Linked DNA regions of Sus scrofa: region 1 is linked to region 2. The links are chromatin contacts, called in public HiChIP or PLAC-seq maps. All regions are on one chromosome and are shown on one strand. Each heading gives the region's core, a stretch centred on a gene start, on an enhancer-like site or on the middle of the called end of the contact. The rest is flanking DNA. Distances are from core to core; before and after follow the strand shown. Region 1 holds the start of CSTF3 (cleavage stimulation factor, 3' pre-RNA, subunit 3, 77kDa). Region 2 has its middle 19 kb from the start of HIPK3.

The links. HiChIP or PLAC-seq counts read pairs in DNA pulled down with a chosen protein or histone mark.
Region 1: an H3K27ac HiChIP or PLAC-seq map of alveolar macrophages shows a contact between it and region 2. The contact joins the promoter of CSTF3 here to the enhancer-like site in region 2. A contact is called at or near these places in 8 of 47 Hi-C or Micro-C datasets (alveolar macrophages, blood, embryonic fibroblasts and 3 more) and 1 of 2 datasets of contacts at active chromatin or transcription factors (alveolar macrophages).

The regions. Positions count from the first base shown.
Region 1 is chr2:27,766,206-27,772,353 of Sscrofa11.1, reverse strand. CSTF3 (cleavage stimulation factor, 3' pre-RNA, subunit 3, 77kDa) reads right to left here and starts at 2,897. Exons shown (of 22, transcript NM_001267844.1): 1 at 2,712-2,897. The coding sequence starts at 2,738.
Region 2 is chr2:27,702,127-27,708,324 of Sscrofa11.1, reverse strand. No RefSeq gene overlaps it. Among named protein-coding and RNA genes, the nearest start is that of HIPK3, 19 kb to the right of the region's middle. Within about 2 kb of position 3,279, at least 1 of the 83 cell types and tissues checked has an H3K27ac peak or open chromatin away from gene starts, as enhancers often do. A contact at or near this core is called in alveolar macrophages, where this site is marked.

The DNA.
Region 1 (6,148 bases), core at 1,648-4,147, 64 kb before region 2:
GACTATTTTGTTGGTATTGTCTTTTAGACAGATGGAAAAAATAAAGGAGGCATCATAAAGGCCAGGACAAGTTAAGAGTCGATAAGGAGAGGGAGACAGACAGACACCTCATGAATTCAGATACTCAAATCTTTAAAGAGAACAGGAGAAAAAAAAAAAAAAAGGAATTTCTTCTTTGCAGAAAAATGAGCCATTAAGTAGAGACATAATAGATTTTTTTTTAAAACCACCACTTGCCACCTCCAAGGAAATAACTGACTTTTTCAAGGACTATCATTTGATGATAATAACTAGATAAACGTTTACTGAGGAACACAGTTATCAATCCAGATTACTAACTGCAAAGGAGAAAAATAATCCTTTACAAAGAAGAGATACAGCAGTCACTACCCTAACCAAGTGACCAAATTTAACCACTACAAAAAGTCGAACAACCTAGCATTAAGTGCCTCTTAATGTGAGGTACAGTCTTTAACCCAAAAATATTTAACCTGAATACTAACAAAGCTCTGAGTTTAGTCATAACCATAATTTTCAGGAAATACATAAGATGAGGGGACACATTAAATGACACCACACACATACTCAAATCAAAAAAACTCAAAAAATGAGTTCTCTACAAGAAAACTGTTCTGGATTCTTCAAATAAATATCTTTGGGGAGGAGTTCCCGTCGTGGTGCAGTGGTTAACAAATCCGACTAGGAACCATGAGGTTTTGGGTTCAGTCCCTGACCTTGCTCAGTGGGTAAAGGATCCGGCATTGCCGTGAGCTGTGGTGCAGGTTGCAGACTCGGCTTGGATCTGGCGTTGCTGAGGCTCTGGTGTAGGCTGGGGGGTACAGCTCTGATTCGACCCCTAGCCTGGGAACCTCCATATGCCGCTGGAAAAGGCAAAAAAACGAACAAAAAAAATATATCTTCGGGGACAAAAAAACGAAGGGACTATTCAAGAAACATAACCAAATGAGACAATGTAAACCTAGATTAGAGTCTAATTTAAAAAACAAAAACAAAAACCTATGAATCACATTCTTAGGACCAACTGGGGAAATCTGAATACCACTGAAGTTTAGAAATGATACAGTATTGCTATTTAATCTTCTTAGGTGGGAAATCATATAATGGTTACATAACAGCATTAATACCCTTATACTATATAAGAAAATACTGAAATGGGGGGCTGAATATATGTTGACTTAGTTTCAAATAAATAAGTACAAGGAGATAAAGCAAATGGCAAAACGTTCAACAATTGTCACTCCTAGGTGAAAAACTGCACTGTAGGTATTCACTGTACTTTTCCTTATGTCCTAAACCTTGCACAAGAAAACTTACAGGTGAAATTTTTCTCTGTAAATTTTTACTACTTTCTCTCCCATTTAAAACACCACAGTTCTGAAATGAAAAGTCATGGCAATATTTCACAGAGTTTACAATTTTAGATAAATTTAAGAATTAACAATGAATTCCGGGTAACTTACAATGAAATCCTCAGTATTACCCCTCGACTTTCACATGACAAAACATGAACCCAGAAAAAGGGTTAGTATACATAAAAAGATTTGACGTAATTTTTAAGACCTTGTGTTCTTGGGAATTCTAACAGCATGTAAAATGTAAACACTGTGAAATTTTCAGGACTGAAATTAGTCAACGAGCAAACACAAAAATTCAGTTTAGCCATACTTTCCCAATATAATAAAATTTAGTTATCCAGAATGTTGAATAGAAATGCTCCAATTCTGTCGCTATCTTGTCAACCTCCAAAAACAGCCCCCACATCATAAGCTGGCCTCTTGAAAACCGAAAACTTAAGTGTATTTTGTTGCTATGGCAATGCGAAATTTCAGGAAATTGAGACTCTGCATGCTAGCTAGCCTCCCTCCATTTTAAAACTATTTACCTAAACATACCAGACTTAAATCGAAAATAAACTGACATCTTCCATAAAGTATGTCTCCTCTTTCAAAATAAAAAGGCAATTCTCTCCTACAAAACTAAAGAGCAAAAGAAGAAAAATCATTTAACTAAAAACCTGAATCTTAAAATACTTAAAAGTCACAGTACTAAAACAGATGGCCAAAACAGACTTCTCGTTTCCGATTTATCAAATTCTACAACTACTTTTGCGGTTTGAAAATCCAAAATGAAATGTTGATAGAACAGAGAAAAGGGAGCAGGAGAAAGCCACAAAATTCCCAAATCTCAACACAGCCATGCTCTCTACTCCTAAACTACTTCCTTCTTCATTCGCTCTGCCAAGAATCTTATTTCCCTAGAGTTTCAACTCAAATTATTTCTCAAAATAGCGATTTACTTCTGGATATACCACAAAGGCGGTGAAGGAGACACTGTCAAGTTTTTCGAGAACAGCAAGAACACGTTAAAATAATCAATCCCTAATCCCTTAACACCAAATGGTATTAAAAGAAGAAATCTCACTGGGGTAGTCCCAGGACCAAAACGGGACGAAGCAGCTGCCCGGCTATTGTGTGAATCAAATATTTGTTCATATTAACGCCCAAGACAGAGAAGCCAAAAGAGTTTTAAATCTCAGCTCTTTCCCCATTCCCACCGTTCTTCGGTACCCGGTCCTGCGGGTTCATTAAACCCCTAATTCCTTCCTCAAGCGAACATGGCTGGAGTACTCGGACGAACACAGACGTGGAGAGAAAAGGTCGCCACGAGGCCCCACCACTCTCCTTCCTCACCTGCTCCGTGGCTCCGTCTCCTGACATGGCCTCAGTCGATTAGAACGTGCGAACTGGCCCGCGATGCCAAGCTAGAAAAGAAAAATTAAACAAAAAACCTCCCCCAAGCCAGAAAAGTTGCCCCCTGCCCTGCGGAGCCAGACCGCCAACACGAATCGCCACCGCCCACTCAGATATGAATTAAAATGGCTGCGTCCCTGCCGGCCGAAGAAGGAGGTGTGGCTTCCCGCATTAACTTCCGGGGCAGTGGGCGGAGTTAAGAGCGAAACTCCCTGGTTACTCAATCGCGCAGAAGCAGGAAGATGCCAGGGGCGGGCCCAATGCGTGTACTGACGTCAAGGCCCGGGGTTGGAGAGGCTGTTGCTGAGCTGGCTGCAACCGGCTAGGAGGCGGGAAACTGTTTCTCCGGGAAGTTCGCGCGCCTTTTGGAATTTAATTATCATGCTGAGGAGCTGGACTCTCCTCTCTTGAAGATTGCCAATCAATTCAATTCAAGCAAACTGGCCATTTTAGGGAGCAAAGCTAAGTGTTAAATGGCTCCTATGTTTTGGAAATAGGAATCCATGAAGTTTTCTATGGTCTCAGCTAATGCTTTTCACACTTTGGGGGTATGAGAGTGACTGATCGAGAGCATTAATATTTATACCGTCACTGGTTACTGTTGTGTCTAAGGCTTGTTATGTCCGTAAGGCATGGGTTTTAAGCTCCGCATCCCATCATAGTTCTGGAGCCAGACTGCATTCTTTTGAATCCTGGCTTATCTCTCTCTAGTGGGTAACCTTGGGCAGTTTAACATCTCTGTGCCTCAGATTCTTTGCCTATAAATAGAAATAACAATAGTACCTGCAGTTTAAATAAGTTATACATGGAAAAGTACTTGGCACAGTACCTGACATAGTCAAAAACAAGTGCAACTAAGTCTCAAAACTCTTTTCCAATCAAGGATCATCACAAGACTTCTTCCACCCTCTGTCTACAGTGGCCTATGGCCCAAAGTAAACAAACCTTTCCCTTACACTCTTTACTCTTTTCAGTGTCCCATGCCTCTGCTCCTATTTCCACCTCTGCCCTTTTCACAGCCTAAATTCTTATCCTTCCAAGTAATCAGACACATGAGCAGAAGATGTATAGTGGAGATGTTTTTTACACCATCCAACAATAGAAGACTAGATAAACATGACAATTCCATCCTTGACCGCATGCTCTGTAGTTCCCTTGTCCTATGTTCCAAGACTCCTAGTGGATGCCTGAAACGGAATAGTATCAAACCTTATATATACTGTTTTTTCCTGTACATACATACCCATGATAAAGTGCAATTTATAAATTCTGAACACTAAGAGATTAACAATAATTAAAAAGCGATTGTAGGGAATTCCTGTCCGTGGCTTATTGGTAATGATCTCCACTAGTATCCATAAGGACGCGGGTTTGATCCCTGACCTCACTTAGAGGATGGGAGATCCGGCGTTGCTGTGAGCTGTGGTATGTCACAGACATGGCTCAGATCCTGAGTTGCTGTGCCTGTGGCATAGGCCGGCAAATGTAGCTCTGATTCAGCCTCTAGCCTGGGAACCTCCATGTGCCTTGGGTGCGGCCCTACAACGAAAAAAAAAAAAAAAAAAAAAAATTGCTATAAAAGTTATGTGAATGTAGAGTTCCCGTCGTGGGGCAGCTGAAACAAATCCGACTAGGAACCATGAAGTTGCGGGTTTGATCCCTGTCCTCAGTGGGTTAACGATCCTGCGTTGCTGTGGCTGTGGTATAGGCCGGCAGCTGTAGCTCTGATTAGACCCCTAGCCTGGGAGTCTCCATATGCTGCGTGGGAGTGGCCCTTAAAAAAAAAAAGAGGAAAAGTTATGTGAATGTGTATGCTCTTTTTCTCTCTCTCAAAATATCTCATAGGGAGTTCCCATCATGGCGCAGTGGTTAACGAATCCGACTAGGAACCATGAGGTTTGGGGTTCAATCCCTGGCCTTGCTCGGTTGGTTAAGTGTTAAGTGCCGTGAGCTGTGGTGTAGGTTGCAGACGCATCTCGGATCCCGTGTTGCTGTGGCCCTGGCGTAGGCCGGCGGCTACAGCTCTGATTCGACCCCTAGCCTGGGAACCTCCATATGCCGTGGGAATGGCCCAAGAAATGGCCAAAAAAGACCCCCAAAAAAATATATATATATCTCATTGTACAAGTTGAGTGTCTTTTCCACCTTAACTAAGCGCTTATCACACACTGGCCATAACCTTTGCAGTTTGAGGTCATGACAGCAAAACTAGCATGAATTTATTTTATTTTATTTTGCTTTTGCTTTTTGCTTTTTTAGGGCCAGACCCCTGTTGGAAGTTCCCAGGCTAGGGGTCTTATTGGATCTACAGCTGCCAGCCTACGCCACGGCCATGGCAACTCACAGGATCCAAGTCACGTCTTTGACCTACAGCAGAGCTTACCGCAAAGCCAGATCCTTAACCCACTGTACTAGGCCAGGGATGGAACCCTCATCCTCGTGGATACTGGTCGGGTTCGTTCTGCTGTGCCACAGTGGGAACTCCCAGCATGAATTTATTTTTCCCTCACAATTTCACAGTTGGAAGATTTGTTCTTACCATAGATCATAGCAACCTCTGCACACGATTTTTTTTTAGTAAGGCAAGAACTTTCACATTTTCACTTAAAGAAAGCATTTTACAGCTTCTCTTTGGCATATTCAACTTGCTAGCATCACTACTTTTGCCTTTGGGGGACGTTATGAAGTAAAATAAGGGTCACCTGAACACAAGCACTATGATACCTGGACAGTCAATCTAATAAACAAGAGGGCTACGTGGCAACAGATTTCATCTCACAGAACACAGATCAACACAGAATTTAAAACTTGAGTTCTCTTGTGGTGCAGCAGGTTAAGGGAGTTATGGAATCTGCCACTGTCACTGTAACAGCTTGGGTTGCTCCTGTGGAGTGGGTTTGATTCCCCAGCCCAAGAACTTCCACATGCCTCGGGTGCAGCCAAAACAAAAAACAAAAAAAACTTTATGAATTTTTTATTCTTGGAATTTTCCATTTAATTTTCAGAACGAGATTGATCACAGGCAACTGAAACTGTGGACAGGGAAGTGGGGCTAGAGGACAGGGGAACCACTGTATATCACAAGACATCTCTACAATGTAGAGATGGGTACAGCCAAAAAAAGATTCATTTTATTTTAAAATGTTAAAAAAGCATAATACATGGCTCAAGAATCAAAATTTATAAAGAGTTATTCTCAGAGAAGTTCCACTTCAATCTCTACCCCCTCCACCCACCCAATCCCATTCCCACCTTTTATAGGTAACTTTTATTTTAGTTTTTAATCTTTAATCTTTTTAGTATTTCTTTTTTTTTCTTTTTTCTTTTTGCTGAGGCTCTGTTGTTGGAAGTTCCTGGGCCAGGGATCGAAACTGCAC
Region 2 (6,198 bases), core at 2,030-4,529:
GGCTAGAAGTCAATTAGGAGCTACAGCTGCTAGCCTATGAGAAAGCCACAGCAACGCTGGATCCAAGCCAAGTCTGTGACATACACCACAGTTCACCCCAACGCCGGGTGCTTAACCCACTGAACAAGGTCAGGGATCGAACACACATCCTCGTGGATCCTAGTTGGGTTCACTTCTGCTGCACCACAATGGGGAACTCCTAAAATTTTTAAAAAAGATCTGACTCTGGAGTGTCTGTTGTGGCTCAGCAGTTAATGAATCTGACTAGCATCCCTGAGGGTGCAGGTTCAATCCCTGGCTTTGCTCATGGGTTAAGGATCCGGCATTGCCGTGAGCTGAGGTATAGGTCACAGATGCGACTCATATCCTGTGTTGCTGTGGCTGTGGTGTAGGCCAGAAGCTACAGCTCCGATTCTACTCCTAACCTGGGAATCTCCACATGCCACCAGTGTGGCCCTTAAGAAAAAAAGAAAAAAAAGATCTGAGTCTTAGAGTTCCCATCGTGTCTCAGTGCTAAGGAATCCAACTACGATCCATGAGAATTCAGGTTGGATCCCTGGCCTCACTCAGTAGGTTAAAGACCTGGCATTTCTGAATGCTCTGTCGTAGGTCACAAATGGGGCTCTGATGGCTCAGATCCAGAGTTACTGTGGCTGTGGCATAGCCCTTTGTCGCCATAGGTCTGTTTTGACCCCTAGCCCAGTAATTTCCATATGCTACGGGCGCAGCCCCCAAAAGAAAAACAAACAAACAAACAAACAAACAAACAAAAAGAAAATCTGACTCTTTAAAGGCTTCTAGTTTTTGAGTTAACAATTTTCATTCAGAATAGAACAAAGCACTGTTTATTTATTTTTCTTTGCAAGGTGCCTGTATTTATATTTCTGTTCTTTTCCCTTTTTTTGGCTGCAGCCGTGGCTTGCAGAAGTTCCTGGCTCAGAGACCAAATCCCCGCCACAGCAGCAGCCCTAGCTGCTGCATGACAATGCCAGATCCTTAACCCATTGAACCACGGGGGAACTCCAATATATTTCTATAACATTTTGGTTAAGAGACTGAGCTCTGGCACCTGACTACCTTGTTTGAAGCCCTGGCTTCACTACTTGCTCTCTGTGTTGTGAATTCTATTCTCTGTGCCTCCATTTCTTATTTCTTTTTCTTTTTTTCTTTTTTTGTCTTTTCTTGAGCCACTCCTGCGTCATATGGAGGTTCCCAGGCTAGGGGTCCAATCGGAGCTGTAGCCATCGGCCTATGCCAGAGCCACAACAACTCGGGATCTGAGCCACGTCTGCAACCTACACCACAGCTCACAGCAACGCCGGATCCTTAACCCACTGAGCGAGGCCAGGGACCAAACCCGCAACCTCATGGTTCCTAGTCGGATTCGTTAACCACTGTGCCATGACAGGAACTCCCCGTTTCTTTATTTCTAAAAAGGGAATAGTTGAAAATTCTCATGTGGTGCAGATTAGGGATCTGGCATTGCCACAGATGTGGCACAGGTTTGATCCCTGCCTGGCCCAGGAACTTCCACATGCAGGAAGCACAGCCAAAAATAAAAATTTTTTTAATTAAAAAATAAATAAAAAGGGAATAGTTAAATCTATCCTCAGAATGTGATCATGAGATTCATATTACTATATACGTCTTAGCACAGTGTCTTTGACAAACAGTAAATGACATGAAAAGTGTGTGTTAAACTTTGAGGTGAAAGGAAAAACGGTTCCAGTTTCCAAAGAGTTTGAACTCTTTTTTTTTTTTTTTTTGTCTTTTTAGGGCCACACCCTTGGCATATGGAGGTTCCCAGGGTAGAGACTGAACTGGAGCTGCAGCTGCCGGCCTACGCCACAGCCACAGCAACGCCAGATCCAAGCCTCATCTGCGACCCACACCATAGCTCACAGCAATGCCAGATCCTTAATCCACTGAGCAAGGCCAGGGACAGAACCTGCCTCCTCAGTGATACTAATCAGACTTGTTTCCAATGAGCCACATTGGGAACTCAAAATATATGTGTATTTTTTTTTCCTTTTTTTTTTAGGGCCGCACCCACGGCATATAGATCTTCCCAGGCTAGGGGGCTAATCAGAGCTGCAGCTGCCAGCCTACACCACAGCCACAGCAAGGCCAGATCCAAGCCACATCTGTGACCTATGCCAGAGTTCATGGCAACGCCGGACCCTTAACCCACTAAGCGAGGCCAGGGATCGAACCCACAATCTCACGGTTCCTAGTCTGATTCATTTCCACTGCACCACGATGGGAACTCCTCAAAATATTTTTTAATTTGAGGATTTCTTAGCAGTCATTCCTATAAAATTCTTTTGATTATTTTGTTTATACAAAATATTTATATTTGCTTGACATACATAATTTCTTTATAAACAATAATATATAATCTATTGGAGAAAACCCAATTAAATAGGACGTACTTAATTACAGTTCTTTAGAATCTGAAGAACGCACTAATTTACTAGATACTAATGACTTCTCAGCATGGTTATGCTTTCTTCATTCATCTTTACTGAACACTTGTATTTGCTAAACACCTAAAGAAAGTATAATTGAGCTGCTAATACCAGGCTTCACATCAGAACTGCAGATATTTGGAGTTCCCATCATGGCTCAGTGGTTAACGAATCTGAAGATCCCTGGCCTTGCTCAGTGGGTTAAGGATCCCTGGCCTTGCTCAGTGGGTTAAGGATCTCACGTTGCCGTGAGCTGAGGTGCAGGTAGCAGACGCAGCTCGGATCCTGTGTTGCTGTGGCTCTGGCGTAGGCTGGTGGCTACAGCTCCAATTGGACCCCTAGCCTGGGAACCTCCATATGCTGTGGGAGCGGCCCTAGAAAAGGCAAAAAGACCAAAAAAAAAAAAAAAAAGCTTCAGCTTTTAAAGAACACACTTTGCCCTGTTTACCTTCCCCACTGAATTTATACAGCTTCCAGAACCATCCCATATTCCTAAGGTTTCCCACCAATGTGGTACTACTCCTTTGGCTCCATCCCTCTCCGAGTAGTGCTCTGTGCTTCGTTTTTTTGTTTTTTGTTTTTTTTTTTATTCTGTTCATCAAAACTTCCCTGTCCTTTGTCCTATTCTTGCAGGGTCTTGTTACAAAAGTTACCTAATTTAATAAAATAATTGTAGTAGGAAATCAATAATTCCTTCTCTTCAGTATTTGATTGGAAAGTCTATTGCTAGGAGTACTCAAAACCCTGGGAACCAAGAACGCTATGTCATTCTTGGACAATTCTCTTCCAGATGTTGACTCTGACAAGTTATTTTACCCCCAGTGAATCATGAGAGGGACAATCACTCTTACAAAGCACCAGAATGAAGTGGGAGGGAAGGACAACCTAGGCAAAATTTAGATTGGCTAAAATGTATTTTCAGTTTGGAAATCTATTGTTAATTTGCACAACATGTTCTGATGGCAAAATGACTTCCTAAATTTGAACTTGAAGTTGACACAGAGAGAAGCAATCTGATACCTCTGTTGCAACCAGCCTATTTTCAACAGTCAGAAAAACAAACTCAAATAAAATGTATCTCTGAGTTTTTGATAGGGTACCGCTGAAAGACTGACATCACTTTTTCTTTTCTTATGCTTTTAATGCTCTATGAAACCACTTTCTGGGAATTGTGCTCCTTTACTTATTATGACTATGGAAGGCATATAGATCTCACAGGGATCCCTCAATGTCTGGAAATTTGCAGTTTCTGATAAGAGCTGGAAATTTCTATTTTAAGTGGAGGTTTGGTAAGCAGCCGTGATAAATGTTTACTAAATTGATTTGATTGCTGCTGATTTCCATATTCTGCTTTTGAGTTGAAGCTTAAATATTTGACAACTTTAGAATGTGGAATTCACAACCAACAAATAAAGAAGCCATTTTTGAAAATTTCTCCAACATTTTAAAAAACAGTAATAAGCATTTTGAATTTATGGAAGGCATTTGTTTCAACAAACTGGGCTGTGGTCTCAAATGGGAAGACGATTTCTGATAACTGGATGTCTTAGCTATGTCACTTTTATGATAAAAAGTGATATAATCTTTTAGGTATCTTTTGCCAAGAAAAGAACTACAGAGTAATGCTAAGTTGGAATAGACTACTTGGTAAATGATTCTTCAAAATGCAAATGCTTACAGGTAGTATTCTTTTAATAAATTAACTGGTAAAATAGGAACATACATATCGCTGTGGCTATATAAGTTGCATTATTTGCAAGGCCCAAACAAGAAAATAAAAAAGAGGAGTTCCCATCGTGGCTCAGTGGCTAACAAATCTGACTACGAACCATGAGGTTGCGGGTTTGATCCCTGGCCTTGCTCAGTGGGTTAAGGATCCAACATTGCTGTGAGCGATGGTGTGGGTCGCAGACGTGGCTCGGATCCCGAGTTGCTGTGACTGTGGTATAGGCTGGTGGCTACAGCTCTGATTAAACCCCAAGCCTGGGAACCTCCACATGCCGCGGGAGTGGCCCTAGAAAAGTCGAAAAGACAAAAAAAGAAAAGAAAAGAAAAAAGAGATGAGTCAAGATGACTTGTTTGTTATCAGTGAATTAAAATGTATTATAAAGATAATGTGTATATATATATATATATATATAGTCTTTTCTAGGGCCACACCTGTGGCATATGGATGTTCCCAGGCTAGGGGTCTAATTGGAGCTGTAGCCACCAGCCTACACCACAGCCACAGCAACTCAGGATCCGAGCCGCGTCTGTGACCCACACCACAGCTCACGGCAATGCCGGATCCCTAACCCACTGAGCAAGGCCAGGGATCAAACCCACAACCTCATGGTTCTTAGTCGGATTTGTTAACCACTGAGCCATGACGGGAATTCCTAGTGAGTATATTTTTTTTAATACACCTATTTCAGGTCCTATCTCCTGCAAAGCAGACATCAAGTGAGAATTAGCAGGGCAAGAAATTTATTAGGGATAAGGCCTATGAAAGATAAAGAGAAGAGAACAGAAGTTAGTCTGTGATGAAGGTCTGACACCTGTGAGAGGAGAGAGAAGAACAGAAAATTGATTAGGAAGAACTTTGGGCTGTCCCATGGTTCTGAGAAAGTCTTGGCCTTTGCAATGGGCACTGTGATACAAAGATTGCCAAGAGAGGGGTTCTGTGTTTATTACTGAAACTTGGGACTGTTCACCTGATGACCTAACTGCAAAGCCAATTCACTGACATTGGGTCGTGGTGAAGGAAAGAGTTTGCTGCAAGGCACCCCATGTAGATCCAATTAAGAAGAATGGGCAGCTCATATTCAAATGACCTTAACTCCTCAGTGATTTTCAGGAAAGGGTTTTTTGTTTTTTGGTCTTTTTAGGGTGGCACCTGTGGCATAAGGAATTTCCCAGGCCAGGGGTCAAACCGGAGTTGCAGCTGCCAGCCTACACTACACCCACAGCAATGCCAGATCCAAGCTGCATCTTTGACCTACACCACAGCTCACGGCAACAGGATCCTTAACCCACTGAGTGAGGCCAGGGGTCAAACCCCCTTCCTCATGGATACTAGTTGGGTTTGTTACTGCTGAGCCACAACAGGAACTCCCAGGGAAGGGTTTTTAAAGGCAGTTTGAGGGAGAGGGTTGAGAGGTCTGTAATCATCTCACGCTCAATTCTCTGACTGCTGGTGGTGAGGAAACAGGTTGATGTTTCACGAATCTCAGTTATCAGGCTTCTGGTTCCAACTGGTTTGGGGTCTATGAGCTGGTGGTCAGCATACAGTTAATTTTCTCCAGCTGGTGGGGTTTTCGCATCTGCAAAGCAACTCAAGTATATGGCTCAGGATATTATCTATAGGCGAGGAAGGAAAGGTATTCAGCTTTGTTTTATGGCTAAACTATCATAATTTTGTCTTGCATAACTGTTTTCTTTTGTTTCTGCATTTTCTCACTTCTCTGATTAAATTTGCTCTTTAGAACTCAGAGATGGTGTAGAAGGCTAAAGCTTTTCTACAAACAAGAGTTGGGGAGAGGAGTTCCTGTTGTGGTGCAGCAGAAATGAATCTGACCAATATCCGTGAGAACTTGGGTTTGATTCATGGCCCCACTCAGTGGGTTAAGGATCTGGTGTTGCCATAAACTGGTGTAGGTGGTAGATATAGCTCAGATCCAGAGTGGCTGTGGCTGTGGCCGGCAGCTGTAGCTCCGATTTGTACCCCAAGCCTGGGAACTTCTATAGG